2 separate regions of the Triticum aestivum genome follow, and region 2 is linked to region 1. Evidence: chromatin contacts called from public HiCAR-type data. All regions are on one chromosome and are shown on one strand. The core of a region is the stretch at or near the end of the contact, and the rest is flanking DNA. Distances in the headings are between cores, read along the strand shown. Region 1 holds the start of LOC123119188 (probable glutathione S-transferase GSTU6). Region 2 holds the start of LOC123119189 (cysteine synthase-like).

Region 1 (7,706 bases), core at 1,564-4,063:
CCTTGGAAGAGATTGTAAAGTTTAACGAGCATGTCCCTTTTACATCTCTTTACAGTGTGCTTTCTTTTGGTTTCACAACATTTTAAGTTTTATATTTTTTACAGGTTGTGTATAGTGTAGGAGGTATTGATGATGAAATATGAATGTCCCTTGTTCTTGTCTGCTCCTGATCACAGTAGACTTGTGTGATGTGCTCTAGATCCTTTCTCTTTTTTCATTAAATGATTATGTGACTGAGGAGAGCATGTTCTTAATTAGGTTGCCATTGTGAAACTTGTTTTCGGTTTTTTTATTGTATAATACAGAGCTTCCAAATGGTTTGATCCTAGAAATAAGTTACCAATTTTCGGTGTGTAGTGAGCTGGGAGCCGGGGTCATCCTTCTCACCACCAGTCGAACATACTACTTCAGCCACCATGTTGAGCGATATAAAAGTGTTCTCTATTTCAGAGAGCAACAACACGAGATTGTGCCCCCTCTTGCTCCAGGTGCATGTTGCTGTAATTAGTATCAACAGATTAAATCATGGACCATGTCTCTGTTTCATACCACCTCTGTTCATAAATAGATAGCTTCCTAGAGATTGTGCAGTCCTAAGGCCATCCACACTATTGCCCGTTAAAGCGTATTGAGTGCATCAAGCCTAATTTTCTATTGGACAGATTTTGTTCTGTAATCTATTAGTGTTAGAACAATACAAATTTTCCTATTTTGCAGAAACTAACTTAGTGCTTCCTTCTTTCGGGTTTGAAATTCAGCAATTCTTTTCCTTAATCGCAAACTGAATTGTTCGTCGTTGCTATTTGGTTTCCCTTCTGTCTGTGGCATATTGATGATTTGATCCGCATTCAAGAAAGAAATATTCCATGCAAGCCTCCAGCCTAAGTAAAGAAATTTATTTGCTTGCCATTTGAATAAAAAATTTGAGCACGACATTACAAATGAGAAAAAAATATTTTTATGCAGATCCACGACACTTCACAAAAGAGTATACATCAACATTGTCTGCTAGAAAAAAAATAAAGTAGTCTTTTAGTTCTTGCTTCAAATTTGTCTCGCGCGCCAAATGGCGCGACAGGTCATCTAGTTACGTGAAAGCCCGGTTAACGTGAGCACATCCAGATCGGTCTGTGGAGCAGCAGCCCTTTCAAGTTGTTTGGTCTGCCTGAGTCGTGCAAAGTGGCTCGGTAACCCAGGCGCATATTGATGTTGCGGGAGGACTAGGAGATCTGAGCCGCTTGTGACTATGATCGGACGGATGATAGCGTCAAAATGCTGAGCCGAGGCGTAGCTAGCCCCATTTTACTGTTTCTTTAATATATATTTATCCATACAAAATGAGAGCATTATTTTCTTGACAAGCCACCCTCATTTGCAGAACAAACAGACTACGCGCAGAGCTCATCTGCTCTCGGTTGGTGCTGGACACGGCGGTGCGGTTCAGACATCCGAGGAGTTCACAGCAAAAAAAAAGACAAAATTGGTCAAAATAATACATGTACAGTAAACTTACAGCCCTAAATTTGCTTTTTTTTCCGAGAGCTATTGAAATGTCCACACTCCACGAAACTGGCACCGACTTCATGCACCTGAGTATCTAGTATCACAAAGTAATTCATATTTTGTTTTACTATTTTAAATGAATTTACTGTTCATCTTGGATGCATGCATCCAAGAGCCAAAACGAGCGTCAGATATTCAATTCGGTGCCCGGCTCATCCGCACCTGATGAACAGTAAACTTTAAAAAATACTAAAAAATATAATCCATACAAGAATTTGAGAGCACTATTAGTTTCTGAACAAGCTACGCTGATTGCACAAGAAGTAAATAACACGCGCGTGAAGACCGGAGGCGAGCTTGTTAGGCCTCAGTTGGTGGTGCTGGACACGGCGGTGCGAGGCTGCTGCATCGCCTCGGCATACTCGACGAGCCTCTCGACGCGCGGCATGACTAGCTCCACCGCGTCCAGCGCGCAGAAGAGCTCCGCCCATGCGGCCAGGAGCGGCGTGGTGGTCGGGTCGAAGGTCTGGAGCCCACACATCTCCTCCGTCGCGCGCATCGAGCCGAGGAGGCCGCCGAGCATGATGTCTAGGTAGCCGGGTACATCCCTGCCGCTGAAGAACCTCGCCTTGGACTCCATCAACACCCCCTCCAAGGTTTCCATGGCCACGGCCGCCTTCTTCCTCCCCTCCTCCTTCTCTTCGACCGTCTCGCCTCTCAACGCCTGGCTCCGCGCCTTCAACAGCTGCACTGAAAACGGTATATACATGAACGCGGCCATGTGAGGGTGAGGTAGCAAGCATTATGTATGCACCTACCGTGTCGTCGACGAAAACGGCCCAGAAGAGAGCGACGGCTCGGCCGTAGGGGTCGGCGGGGAGGAGGGAGGGCCCGGAGCCGGAGAAGGCCTCGTCGATGTACCGCAGGATGACCGACGACTCGCAGACGGGCTTGCCGTTGTGGATGAGCACCGGCACCTTGCCGGCGTGGGCAGGGTTGGACCTCAGGAGCAGCTCGCTCTTGCTCTGCAGGTCCTCCTCCACGTACTCGTAGCTGAGGCCCTTGAGGCGGAGCGCGATCTGCACCCGCACCACGAACGGGCTCGCCCACATGCCCAGCAGCTTCAGCTCCTCTCCGCGGCCGGCCATTCCCTTCCTACGTACTGCTTTGCTACTCTCTTAACATCAGTCTCCTTTGCTCCTTTCTTAATTGCCGGCCTTGTTGATTGAATTTTTTTTACTTTTAAGGACTCAACGACCAAGCACGTACGTACTACCACTCATATAGTAGTATAAACTAATAGTATCGTGTCACGTCTGGTGCTGTGCAAGATAATTCACGGGTAACCTTTTTTTTAAGAAGAAACACCGGGTAGCATATGACAGTACTACTTCAAGGGAGTTGCACATTTGTCTCGTGCAACGTCTCGTGCTTTACCTTCTGTAGACTATATATAACGTGATACAGTCAATAAGTTACAGCCCTTAAACGGCCGGGCTGACTGGCATCCCTCGTATCTAACCCAAATATAAGGCGGATATAAAATACTCGGACGTGTTCGTCGTGTCAGAGCAAAGCCTAGCGATTTAACTCCACTCCACTCCGCAACCCAAGCTCCCCTCCGGCGATCTCTAGCCTTCTCTGACATGGCGGGCAACGGATTCGAGTCCTTCACCTCCAGAACTGTCGACCCTGAGCTCATCCCACGCGGCCCCGAGGAGGAGATGGTTGTCCGGCTTGCGCTCGGCCACTCCTGGGAGGAAGCCCCTGCGAGGCAACGCTCGGACTCCTTCCGTCGGGAATCCATTGTATCCGCCCAAATGGCATGGATCCGGCGCTAGGTATGCCGTCACTGCCTCACCGGAGGCGCTGCGGTCCGTCTGGTGTCCGAATGCGGTGGATGACGTGCAACCCCTCTGTTGACGAGTCGAGGCCACAGACGCACCATAGGCGTCGTCCGACAAAAACATGGCGCGGCATGCTCGGCGACGCAGTGGGCGCGGGAGGCGGTGCCGGCCCTCGCAGCAGTGGACGTTGGAGAGGTGAAGTCGCATTCTCCGGCGCCCCGACGGATGGCCTGCAACCCCGCGCGCCGCACCCGTGTCATGGTGGATGTTGGCAGCTCCTCCCAGGACGGATCCATCACGGCCTCCGACGAGGAGGAATAGGGCAATGGGAGACGGTGGCGCCTTGAGTCCCATGTGTCGGGTCGTGTCCAATGTCCTACTCTACCTCGCCGGCGAGCGGACCCACACTCTGAGGGGCGGAGCCGGCTGCCGGACATGGACACGGCAGACCTGGACGGGCTCTGCTTAATATTAGGTTTACGTTGCATGTAATAGTTTGTACTTGAGGTATCCATATGCGGAATCAATTATTTGTGGTGTGACCGGTCACTGTCGACGGACGTGCCCGGATGTTTGAGGGGTCGGATTTGTCAAGTCCGGCTGTAGATGCTCTAAACCATCAAACAACGCTTCCACCACTGCGACGCGCACGGCTCGGACCTTCCCTCTCGTGATCTGTAACTTAATTAGCTTACAGCTTATTTCTAGTCTACCCATGGGACCATACATATAATAATTTCAGATTACACATGTACTGACTCAATCACCTAGCTGTCCGCTAATTACAATTTAAACTATAGCACAACTTGTAAATAAAGTGGCCGTATGCATCGCCCAGATGCAGAGGCCGGGGGTCATCCTCCTTTTCTAAAAAAAATAGCACAACTTGTACACATATGTTAAGCACATAATTTTAACACGTGTGAATGTGTGTGGCCTATGGCCAGGCTGGCAGCGTGTTGGTATTTAAGCTGAACCGAAGAGAGGAGTTGGCATGAACGAGCATGTATCTGAATCTCACCTGTTGTTCTTTGTCTCTCATCTTCTTCCTCTCCAAGTCTCGTCCCCTTTCATCTACCTTCTCTCTCCCCTGGTGTGATCTCGATCCCTGTGGCAGTCAGGTCGTCACACTCCGGAGCACATGGTTGAGCTTGCAGCTAAAGCTGAGGTATCCACAGTAAAAGTTTGTGCAACAAGCTGGTCATCTGGTAGCAATGGCAGCTCGAAAAGAAAACCAATTGCACTAATGAACTAGCCAGAAACAAAGATCAAATGATCAAGTAATACCTCCATTGGAATAGTTCTGACAGCATGCCTTCCATTCAGTTAGGCCTATAGCTCTCTCTGGTGTGCAGAAGAACAAGGGCAATGCTGAGGCAGTCATGCGTGTTGTGGAAAGAAAAGTAAAGAGACAAACCTATGATAAGAATCCACTACATTTTGTTTTTCATTCTACATTCTTATATACTCCCTCCGTTCCTAAATATTTGTCTTTTTAGAGATTTCAAATGGACTACCACATACGAATGTATATAGACATATTTTAGAGTGTAGATTCACTCATTTTGCTTCGTATGTAGTCACTTGTTGAAATCTCTAGAAAGACAAATATTTAGGAACGGAGGGAGTACATGATCAACAGTTTTTTCCAATACTTGTTCAACATTTTTAAAATACCTATTCAACATTTTTAAAATACTTGTTAAACATTTTAATATATATGTTCAACATGTTTTAAATACTTGGTCAACCTTTTTCAGATACTTACAATTTTCAAATACGTGTTCAACATTTTTTAAAATACTTGTTTAATATTTTTCTATACATGATCAATATTTTTTTAAATACTTGTTCAATATTTTAAATGCTTATTCTACATTTTTTAAATACTTCTTCAACATTTTTCAAATGTTTATATATATATATATATATGATATTTCAAAGTATAAACAAAAGTACAAAATTAAAAGCACGAAAAGAAAACAGAAGACGTAAAAATAAATAGGAAAAAGAGGCTGTGGCCTCCCGCACTAGTGGGACGGCTCAGCTCACTCGCCCTTCAGCGAGTCCGCCGAATACAGGCCATTTGGTATAGGGCGTTGTCTCAAAAAAAAAATTAGTACAGGGCGCCCTTTTGTCTGTTCGAAATTGCAAAAAACTGTGCCTCCTCCTTTCACGTTAGCTATGGTTACCAACTACACAACTACCCTCATTTGATTTGACACATCCTTTCTCCGTTTATGACATCTTTTTTCTTTTTCTTTTTTCCTTTATTTTTCCTTTTCCTTTTTTTCTTGTTCCTTCTTTCTTTCTTTTTCTTAAATACATGATTTAAAAAAACCAGTGAGCTTTTTCCCAGTTCGTGAACTATTTATTCAAAATTGATGAACTTTTTCGAATTTGTGAACCTTTTTTGAAAACTAGTGAACCTTTTTGACATTAGTGAACTTTTTTACCGAAATTGCTGAACTTTTATAAACCTGAGAACCTTTTTTCAAAATTCGGTGAACTCTTTTCAAATTTGTGAATTTTTTTTTATCTAAATCGGTGAACTTTTTTTAAATCCATGAACTTTTTCTCAAATCCGTGAACCTTTTTTTCAAAATTTGGTGAACAATTTTCAAATTTGTGAACTTTTTTATCATAATTGACGAACCTTTTTTATATCCATGAACTTTTCTCAAATCCGTGAGCTTTTTTCAAAATTCAGAAAACTCCTTTCAGATTTTTGAACTTATTTTTTCAAAATCGATGAACTTTTTTCGATTTTATGAATTTGTTTTGTGAAAAGCCATGAACTGTTTTTGAAATAGATGAACCTTTTAAGAATTCGTGAAATCTTTTTAATATTTACGATTTTTCCCCAAATATACTGGGATCGGAAAAATGGTCAAATAGCGTGTTTTCAATTAATGACATCAAAGCGATGGGGGTGTGGTGGTTAGGAGAGCAACTAGTTAACGAGCGCTCCTTCGGGAGTCTCGCAACGATCAGCGCCACTTGGCGCGCTCTCAGCCATTCGCCACGTGTCGCGCTCTGGACGCTCCCTCTGGATTTTTTTTTCCGCACGCGTTTTCTGCTTTTGAAATGTTTTTTTTTTGGTTTTTTTGACGTTTTGTTTTTCCCCCGGTCTTCCTTAGCTTTTCGATCAAAAAAAGTTTTTGAAATTTTTTTTTTCGTGAAAGAAACGCGTTTTCTTTTTTTTCTTTCACGAAAGTCACGGCCGTGATTTTCGAAAACGAAAAAAAACTTGTTTTCTGTTTTTTTTTCTTTCGCGACAGTCAAGGTTTTGCTTCCGCGAGAGGCACGGTTGTGCTTTCGCGAGAGTCACGGCCATGCCTCTCGAAAAGGGAAAAACAAAACACGTTTTCTGTTTTTTTTTCTTTCGCGAGAGTCACGGTTTTGCTTCCGCGAGAGGCACGGTTGTGCTTTCGCGAGAGTCACGGCCTTGCCTCTTGGAAAGGGAAAAAATACTCGTTTTCTGTTTTTTTTTCTTTCGTGAGAGTCACGGTTTGCTTTCGCGAGAGGCACGGTTGTGCTTTCGCAAGAGTCACGGCCGTGCATCTCGGAAACGGAAAAAAAACGGGTTTTCTATTTTTTTTCCTTCGACGAGAGGCACAATTGTAATTTCGCGAGAGGCACGGGCGTGCCTCTTTCGGAAAGGGAAAAAAACCGTGCTTCCAGTTCGTTTTTTGCCTGGTTTTTTTCGTTCGGTTTTTTATGAAAAAAATGTTTGTCAAAACCTATCAACATTGGATCTAGTTTTGAAGATCTCGACGCGAGGAATCCAATAGTGAAAACCGTTCGAGATTTGGATGCACGGTTTAAGAGATAAAACGTTTTAAATAAATGGACCTATGAAAAAAGAAAAAACTCCCAGGTTGTGACAAGTGGCGTGCTGCATGTGCGTCACTTGTCGCGACCTGGAAAAGTGAAGTGTTCTTTGCAACGAATACTCCTTAATTAGTGATTTCGGGTGGTTAGTAGCTTGTGTTTTTAGCGTTGGCATGCTGGTTCGATTCCCACATTTTGCAAAATAGTAGCGCGGTATTCACGTTTCTTTTGGAGCATTTTTGCTGGACGCCAGCGATGCTGGGCCGGCCCATTACTGGACATCTCGTATTTCCCACTAACGGGATGCACATCCTAAGGCCCAAAACGACACCCAGGATACCCGCCTGCCTGGAGCCTCCCTGAGATGTGCCTGGTAGTTGTTTGCTTGGTGTCCTGAATAAGTGTGAAGCAGCCTGGACGTACAATCTAACTTGGTTAGCCTGGCTTGATGCCCGGCAAGTTCATTAGCCTGGGCCAGGCGTAACTTCAAAGAAAAAAGCCTGGACCAGGTGTTCTTTTTTC
Region 2 (7,706 bases), core at 4,029-6,528, 230 kb before region 1:
GGGTTTGCCGGCGAGCCCAATCCAGGGTCCGCGTAGTCGAACCACGAAATCACTAATTAAGAAATACTCGTTGCAAAAAACACTTCATTTTTCCAGGTCGCGACAAGTGGCGCACATGCAGCGCGTCACTTGTCGCAAGCCGGGAGTTTTTCTTTTTTTCGTAGATTCGTTTATTCAAAACGTTTAATCTCTTAAACCGTGCGTCCAAATCTCGAACGGTTTTCACCATTGGATTCCTCGCATCGAGATCTTCAAAACTAGATCCCATGTCGATAGATTTTGACGAACTTTTTTTCAAAAAAAATCAGAACGAAAAAAACCGGGCGAAAACCCGAACCGGGAGCACTGTTTTTTTCCTTTCCGAAAGAGGCACGCCCGTGCCTCTCGCGAAATCACAACCGTGCCTCTCGTAGAAGCAAAACCATGACTCTTGTGGAAGGAAAAAAAACAGAAACCGCATATTTTTTCGTTTCCGAGAGGCAGGGCCGTGACTCTCGCGAAAGCACAAACGTGCCTGTCGCGAAAGCAAAACCGTGACTCTCGTGAAAAAAACCCAGAAAACGCATATTTTTTTTCCTTTCCGAGAGGCACGGCCGTGATTCTCGTGCCTTTCACGGAAGCAAAACCGTGACTCTCACGAAATAAAAAAAAACAGAAAACGCGTTTTGTTTTTTCCTTTCTGAGAGGCAGGGCCGTGACTCACGCGAAAGAAAAAAACAGAAAACGCGTTTTTTTTTCGTTTCCAAAAGGCACGGCCGTGACTCTCGCTAAAGCACAACCATGCCTCTCACGGAAGAAAAACCGTGACTTTCACGAAAGGGGAAAAAAAGAAAACGCGTTTTTTTCGCGCAAAATTTTTTTTTCAAAATTTTTTTTATCGAAAAGCTAAGGAAGACCGGGGAAAAACCAAAACGTCGAAAAAACCAAAAAAAACTGTTTAAAAAGCCGAAAACGCGTGCGGAAAGAAAAATCCGGAGGGAGCGTCCAGAGCGCGACACGTGGCGAATAGCTGAGAGCGCGTCAAGTGGCGCTGATCGTTGCGAGGCTCCCGAAGAAGCGCTCATTAACTAGTTGCTCTCGTCGAACCAAGGCTGTGCGCGTGGTGTGGTGGGTTGTTGAACAAATCGTGGCTTGACGTTTTCAATCCAACGGTCCAGATTGATTCGACTGAACCAGTTTCTTTTTCCAAGCGACTATATAGTTGTCAGCCCCGTTTCAGAAAAGGAAAACAAAGATTCAGACATGTAAGGGCACCATGATGCTTTATTTCACACTGGCTGACATATGGACCACAGAGGAATAGTTCAATATACAGGGCAGGCAAGAAGTAATTCAAACTGCTAAACACCACAAGGCCAACACAAAGTATTCCCCATTGCTACACAAAGTGGGATTAAAGCTTGACAGGGCTTGATGTCAGACCAACACTAGCAGGGACGCCAAAGCTTTTATTTCTGTAAGGAGGGCTCCTACGAATGGAGGGATTTGGCTTTGGAGAACAGCTTCGCGCGCTTGAGGAGTCCCGAGGGTCACTCGACCACCATGCTCTCGGCCTCCTTCTTGATGGAGTGGAAGAGCACCGACGAAAGGTAGCGCTCTCCGAAGCTTGGGAATACAACCTACACATGAGTGAAATGTCAGCATAGGGATACAACATGGAGATTGCTGCTAAAAGGCAGCCTCTCTTCACTTGGTGGAATAGGCTAGTTTGCAGTATGAGAGTTGACAAGTACAGATATCTCCCTATAGGGTATTCAAAAGTAAATAAATCTGTAGTTCATTACATCAACTCATTTGTGTTTTGCTTATTACGTAGATCAGATGAATTTTCAGGGGAAAGAGGCATGCTAGAAACTACCAGGAGGAAATGTGTCACTTACAACAAAGAGTTTCCCTGCATTTTCAGGCCTCTGAGCAACCTTGATTGCAGCTGCTGCAGCAGCACCAGAAGAGATTCCAACCTACAATTATTTAGATAGTCAATGGCTGATGCAAACACTTGGTTCTGATTGATCCATACAGACAGATTGGATTAAAAAAATGTGTGCATGATACTGCTTAATACTCCCTTCGTCCCAAAATAAGTGTCTCAACTTTGTACTAACAATAAAGTTGTTAGTACAAAGTTGAGACACTTATTTTGGGACAGAGGGAGTAATAGATAAATGTTCGAAAGAAACCCCACCAGCAATCCTTCTTTCAATGCCAGAGACTTTGCCATCTCAATGGACTCATCACTTGAAACCTGGCATACAATTTGAACGGACCAAAGGTTACACCAGGGTAAAAGATGCAGACATATGGAATGATAAACAGGAAATATCCAGCAAACTTCTATTCTCGCGGGAGGATTGAAAAACTAGAAACAACTAAGCAAAAAGATATGTGGCGAAATTTTTCTTATATAGTGCCTTCTCTACAACTTTACTTAGTACAAGAAGAAAAATCACCTGTATGGTTTCATCAATGATGTCAACATCCAAGACACCAGGGATAAAACCAGCTCCAATTCCTTGGATCTTGTGTGGTCCTGTTCAAAAATAACTGAATCTTGTTGGTACAGAACAAGCAGTGTCAAGAATCAAAGCAGAATACTTTGGCGCAAAATGGTACACGTTGGAAATGGTTAAACATCACAGCATTCTTATTAATATTAGAATAGGGCTGACAAGACATTTCACATGCCAAATCAAAGGCAGTGAAAAGAGAAACTCAGGTTTTTGACATTCTAGTGATTGTGGTTGGGGTACCCATTTTTGTTGATGGATATTATAAGCTGAATTTAGTGACTGAATGTACTTAGAACAAATGGAATGTGATACAGAAGGAAACATTACCAGGCTTTCCACCATTTAAGACAGCACTCTCGGTAGGCTCCACACCGTAGAGCTTACATAAGAAAACACAAAAAAATCAGATACTATTTCTCATACAGGAAGAAATGTTAGTTGGTCAACGTTGGCAGCTAACACCGTAGTGTGCATAATGATTTCTAGTGCTTACCTTGATGTTAGGATTTTGCTCTTTGAGGTATTTTCCAGATCCAGTAATGGTACCACCTGTCCCGATGCCAGAAACAAGGCCATCGATCTTTCCTCCTGTGCCTTTCCAGATTTCAGGCCCAGTTGTCTCATAGTGAATCTGCACGAAATATTTAAACCTGAGAACTGGGAGCTCGGAAGCAAACATCAAACACGGCATAAAGACATCTCCAAAGTCCAAACACAAATGATAAACTATGCTACACCTTTGGGTTGGCAGCATTCTCGAACTGCTGAAGGATGTATGAGTTAGGTGTCTTTGCTGCCAGCTCTTCCGCCTTTTGGACAGCTCCTTTCATTCCCAAGAGTGGGTCGGTGAGGACCAGCTCAGCACCAAAAGCCTTCAAGATGATTCTCCTCTCCATACTCATGGATGCGGGCATTGTGAGTACAAGTCTGTAACCCTTGGCAGCAGCCATGAAGGCCAGCCCAATGCCTGTGTTGCCACTGGTTGGCTCAATCAGGACACTCTGGAAAACCATTCACATGGAAAGCAAAATATCAGCAAACCAACATCCTAGTAATCTGAATTTTTTAGTAAACGTAGCTTTACAAAAAAGTTTGCAGAAAGTGCTTGCTATAAAACAACTTGTCAGCATGAATAAAATGGCCAGGTGCACAAGTATTAATCTTTAAGATTGCAAACAAGGGGCAGCATGTCATGATTCATGGAAGGCGTGGTAAGTATTTAAATAGAGAGGCTCTAGATTAATATACTTAGTTCAGGTGTAAGGTGTTGTTGGTGAAGGGTTGACGTAAATGCTTACGCGGAGCAGCTGGACAAGTCAAACAACTAGGTGCCGGTGCAGGAGAAAACGAATAATACCGTGCAAATCAAGGCCATATAAATGAACCATAGATTCCAGACACCGTGGAATATATACAACTCTAGTAGAAATGGTCAACTGGCAACCCTGAAATGGAACATGAAAAATCCCTAGCACCAAATAGGGGGCAGCATATCATATCATCGTTCATGAAAGGGATCGTGAAGCACGTATTAAACAGAGAGGCTCCAAATTACTACTACTTGGTTCAGGTGAAAGCTGAACCTATATGTTGGTGAAGGGTTGACCTAAATGCCAACGCAAAACAGCTGTGCAAGTCAAACAACTAGGAGCTGGTGCAGGAGGAAATGAATAGAATAGTACTGCAAATCAATGCCATATCCCTGAACCATAGAATTCATAGTGCCAGATATGTATCTCTAGTTCCAGTAGAGATGTATGGCAACACTGAGAAGAAGAACGAAAAATTCTTAGCGCCGAATGAGGCAATTCCCTAATTTCTTTTGCATACGTCTTGACCTGACTACTTAACCCAATTAGAAGAGACTAGATGCTAAATTCCCTTGACCTGTGTTCTCTACTGAACTAACTGAAGCCGGCCAGGTCACAGCTAATACATACAGTACTACCAAAATCACAGGTAATAAGTACTTCTATTCCAGGGAGCCCAAATCATCGTTGGTAACGCCAAACTGTTGTAAAATTGCATGAGTACAACAAAACAGGGGAAACACACCAAAAGAGTGGTAGGGGGAGGGGTCGATTTTACCCACCTTGCCTGGGACGATGAACCCCTTCTCCTCCGCGTCGGTGATCATGCTGTATCCAATCCTGCACAAGCACAAGTAACGAATCTTCAGCTCAAATCTAGAGAGCAAACCAGGGCCTCTGTCCTCAGAACATGGATGGGGATCTAGAAAAAACAGAGGGTTCATAGCTGACCTGTCCTTGACGCTGGAGCAGGGCTCCATGGACTCGAGCTTGGCGGCGACGCGCCCCACGCACCCGTCGGTCACCTTGTTGAGGTACACCAGCGGCGTGTTCCCGATCAGCTACATCGCAATACAGAGAATAAATCAGCACACCAAACCATATCCGACCGGCCGGCCATCCCCAAACACTGGCGCGTCCAGGGAGACAAATCAGCTCACCTCGGTGACATCCTTGGCGATCGCCGGAGATGACGCCTCCCCCATCCCGCCGTCGACGAGCTACACAAATCAAGAACTCTGTTTTACCCTCCGGCGCGCGGACACATCAATCGAAATCTCCGACGAATCCAAGGGAAGGGCGACGGAAAAGAGGCGAATTTCACCGTGGTATTACCGATTTGACAGCGAAGTGATCCTTCTGGAGCCGGAGCTGGACGAAGTGGCGGCCGCTGCTGCTTGTCCTGGAACTGGTGGGAGGAGGAGGCCGGCGGAGGCCGCGAGGCTTTATACAGGAGAGAGGTTGGTGGAGGAGATTGCGGGGAGGGGGGCCGCTCGGCAGGAAGGCGCGGTGCACGGTGCACCGTGACGCTGCGGGTGGGCCCGGCCGGAGGCGGCTGGCGCTGGTGGACCGGGGGGAACGGCGTTCGTTGAACCTGGACGGCGTTTGCCGCCACCGGATATGCGTGGATGGCGTGGCGTCCTTGAGTGAAGCAGCAGGAGACGGCTGCATACATAAATGCAGATGTGTTGAAAATTCAGTTTTCATGTGTTTAGAACATCGACATCGCGTGCAAATGGAGAGTTATTCTGGTCCGTGGTAGCCGTGTTTATGTTAGGTTCGAGAACCGGAGATTTGACTAGATTTTCGTGAACGGACAGGACGGCGATCACAATGTAGAAGCGGACACTAGATAGAGCGGGTGGACCGACTTTGCTATGCGTAGATAAGTGGGCGCGTGTTTGGAGATTCGGTTGTGTTCTAGACCGAACGATCGGTGTCATGCCAAAATAAAATTATTCTGGTCCGGAGATATTCATGTTCGGGGCTTTGAACGTTATCGCGTTTTGGGTTGACAACTGGAACTATGGTTGTTTCCGCGAGACTTGACCGATGGTTTATGGTCATCCTACGGTAAAATTATTGGGCCTTCGTCCGGAATGGAGGAGGGAGTATAACATGATGTCACCTATTTTTGGGCGTTACATGAATGATTTCACCGAAACCATCGGAAATCACTCTGAAAATAGGCCGGTGAGTCGTCTAAATGCCATGAAGCAGATGTAGTTATATCATATGGTACGTACTATTGTTGATAGTTTCTAGGCTAGGGTGGTTTCAAACTTGCAGTTAGCTTGTGCAAGCATACATAACCCACTTGATGATACCAGACAATCATCATAGGAAGAACCACAAAAAAATATGCCAGTTGGTACTAGCTTCCTCCATCGGCCATGCACTGAATAATTCAATATGTTGGTTTCTTCTATGGGCATCTTTCCCTTGCTCCAAGCCATCTGGCATTCGTTTTTAAATGTTTCAGTTGACATATATATCTATTAGTCTTCTTCACGTGGTAGTGTATCATCGAAGATCGACCATTCATATCCTTATCCTAAACAGTTTATCTTCGCTGAAACTATTTTAGCTTGCAAGTTGTCCCTACAATTTTTCAGGGGCCAACATATGCATGCCCGTACAATCATATCATAACACCATATTGTTGCTATTTGGAGTTAGTTGTTGTATGGAGACGTGTATGGACGGCATTTCAGATGGCTGATGGGTGGATGGCGTGGCGACCTTGAGTGTGAGTGAATAGAAGACGGCTGGCTAATGGGTATGTATACTCGAGGTGCATATTTGCACATTTAGATATGGTTTAGAACACAAGTATTATGCGTGTGGAAATGAAGAATTATTTCGGTCCATAAACATGTTTATGTTGGGTTCGAGGCTAGAGATCTGGCTAGATTTTTGTGGACGGGTATGATGGTGATCTCTGTTAGAAGCCGACACGAGCAAGCTAGTAAGTAGATGACTGGCTATGCATAAATATGAAGTAAATGAATGTGTTTAAAATTCAGTTATGTTCTAGACTGGAGGTCGACATCCTGTGGAAAATGGAGAATTATTCTGATCCAGAATTGTTTGTACTTTTCAGGGATTTGAACATTGCCGTGTTGTAGATTGACGATTCAAACCATTGTCGCATGTAACGAACTATCACTAGCTGTCAGAGTTGACTGTTAAGTTCCGGTCATCTCACGGTACGATTTCCATGCATTTCGAGCGATTATATGGATATTTTCATTGAAACCATCTAAATATGTCGCATCACATACGAGGTTTTTCACGACGAGAACTTGTTGTGGCGCCATGAGCGTCATCCTAGTTACTGCACCATGAATAAGATATATTGTTGAGACATACTCGGTGCCGGTGCGTACTCGCGAAGCACATGAATAGCAACATGCTACCCTTGTTAGTAGTTTCTACCTAGGGATGGGTGGCAGCTGGTTTGTGCATACATATATAACCCACGTACGTGTTGATACTAGAGAATCATCCTACAAAAAGCACCTTACAATCCCCATCTGTCAGAAGTGAGCGATAAGTGCTTTCTACAAAAGAATTAGTGGGAACACAGTGATTTTTGTAATGGATTAACGACTTGGTGGTTTTTCGCAAACCTAGCCGCAAATGTGGTTGTTCTTTACAATTAACTCAGAAAATATGCATCTTTTCTTTGGGGGATCAACCATGCAAGTAGCTCTGCCACTGTTGCCATGGTACTTCCATAGATCTTTGGTAATTAACATCTTATTACCGAGGATTTCGCTCGAGCATATAAACATGATGTTAGCTAACATCTTATTTTGGTAGAATTCTCACGGTACAAAACACCTGAGCGAATTTCCTTTGCCTTTCTTGATGAGGACCTTGC

The links. HiCAR-type assays count read pairs that join an accessible place to other places.
Region 2: a contact with region 1 is called in a HiCAR-type map of leaf, with 5 times the contacts expected there. The contact joins the promoter of LOC123119189 here to the promoter of LOC123119188 in region 1. A contact is called at or near these places in 2 of 5 Hi-C or Micro-C datasets (both in leaf) and 1 of 1 datasets of contacts at active chromatin or transcription factors (leaf).

What each region holds. Positions count from the first base shown.
Region 1 is chr5D:25,355,012-25,362,717 of IWGSC CS RefSeq v2.1, reverse strand. LOC123119188 (probable glutathione S-transferase GSTU6) reads right to left here and starts at 2,813. Exons shown (of 2, transcript XM_044538899.1): 1 at 2,322-2,813; 2 at 1,696-2,248. The coding sequence starts at 2,651. The coding sequence ends at 1,871. LOC123124151 (a long non-coding RNA gene) reads left to right here. Exons shown (of 2, transcript XR_006460993.1): 2 at 358-637.
Region 2 is chr5D:25,592,040-25,599,745 of IWGSC CS RefSeq v2.1, reverse strand. LOC123119189 (cysteine synthase-like) reads right to left here and starts at 5,278. Exons shown (of 11, transcript XM_044538900.1): 1 at 5,156-5,278; 2 at 4,981-5,040; 3 at 4,772-4,881; 4 at 4,603-4,660; 5 at 3,248-3,511; 6 at 3,004-3,141; 7 at 2,838-2,889; 8 at 2,451-2,530; 9 at 2,186-2,245; 10 at 1,881-1,961; 11 at 1,246-1,619. The coding sequence starts at 5,278. The coding sequence ends at 1,530.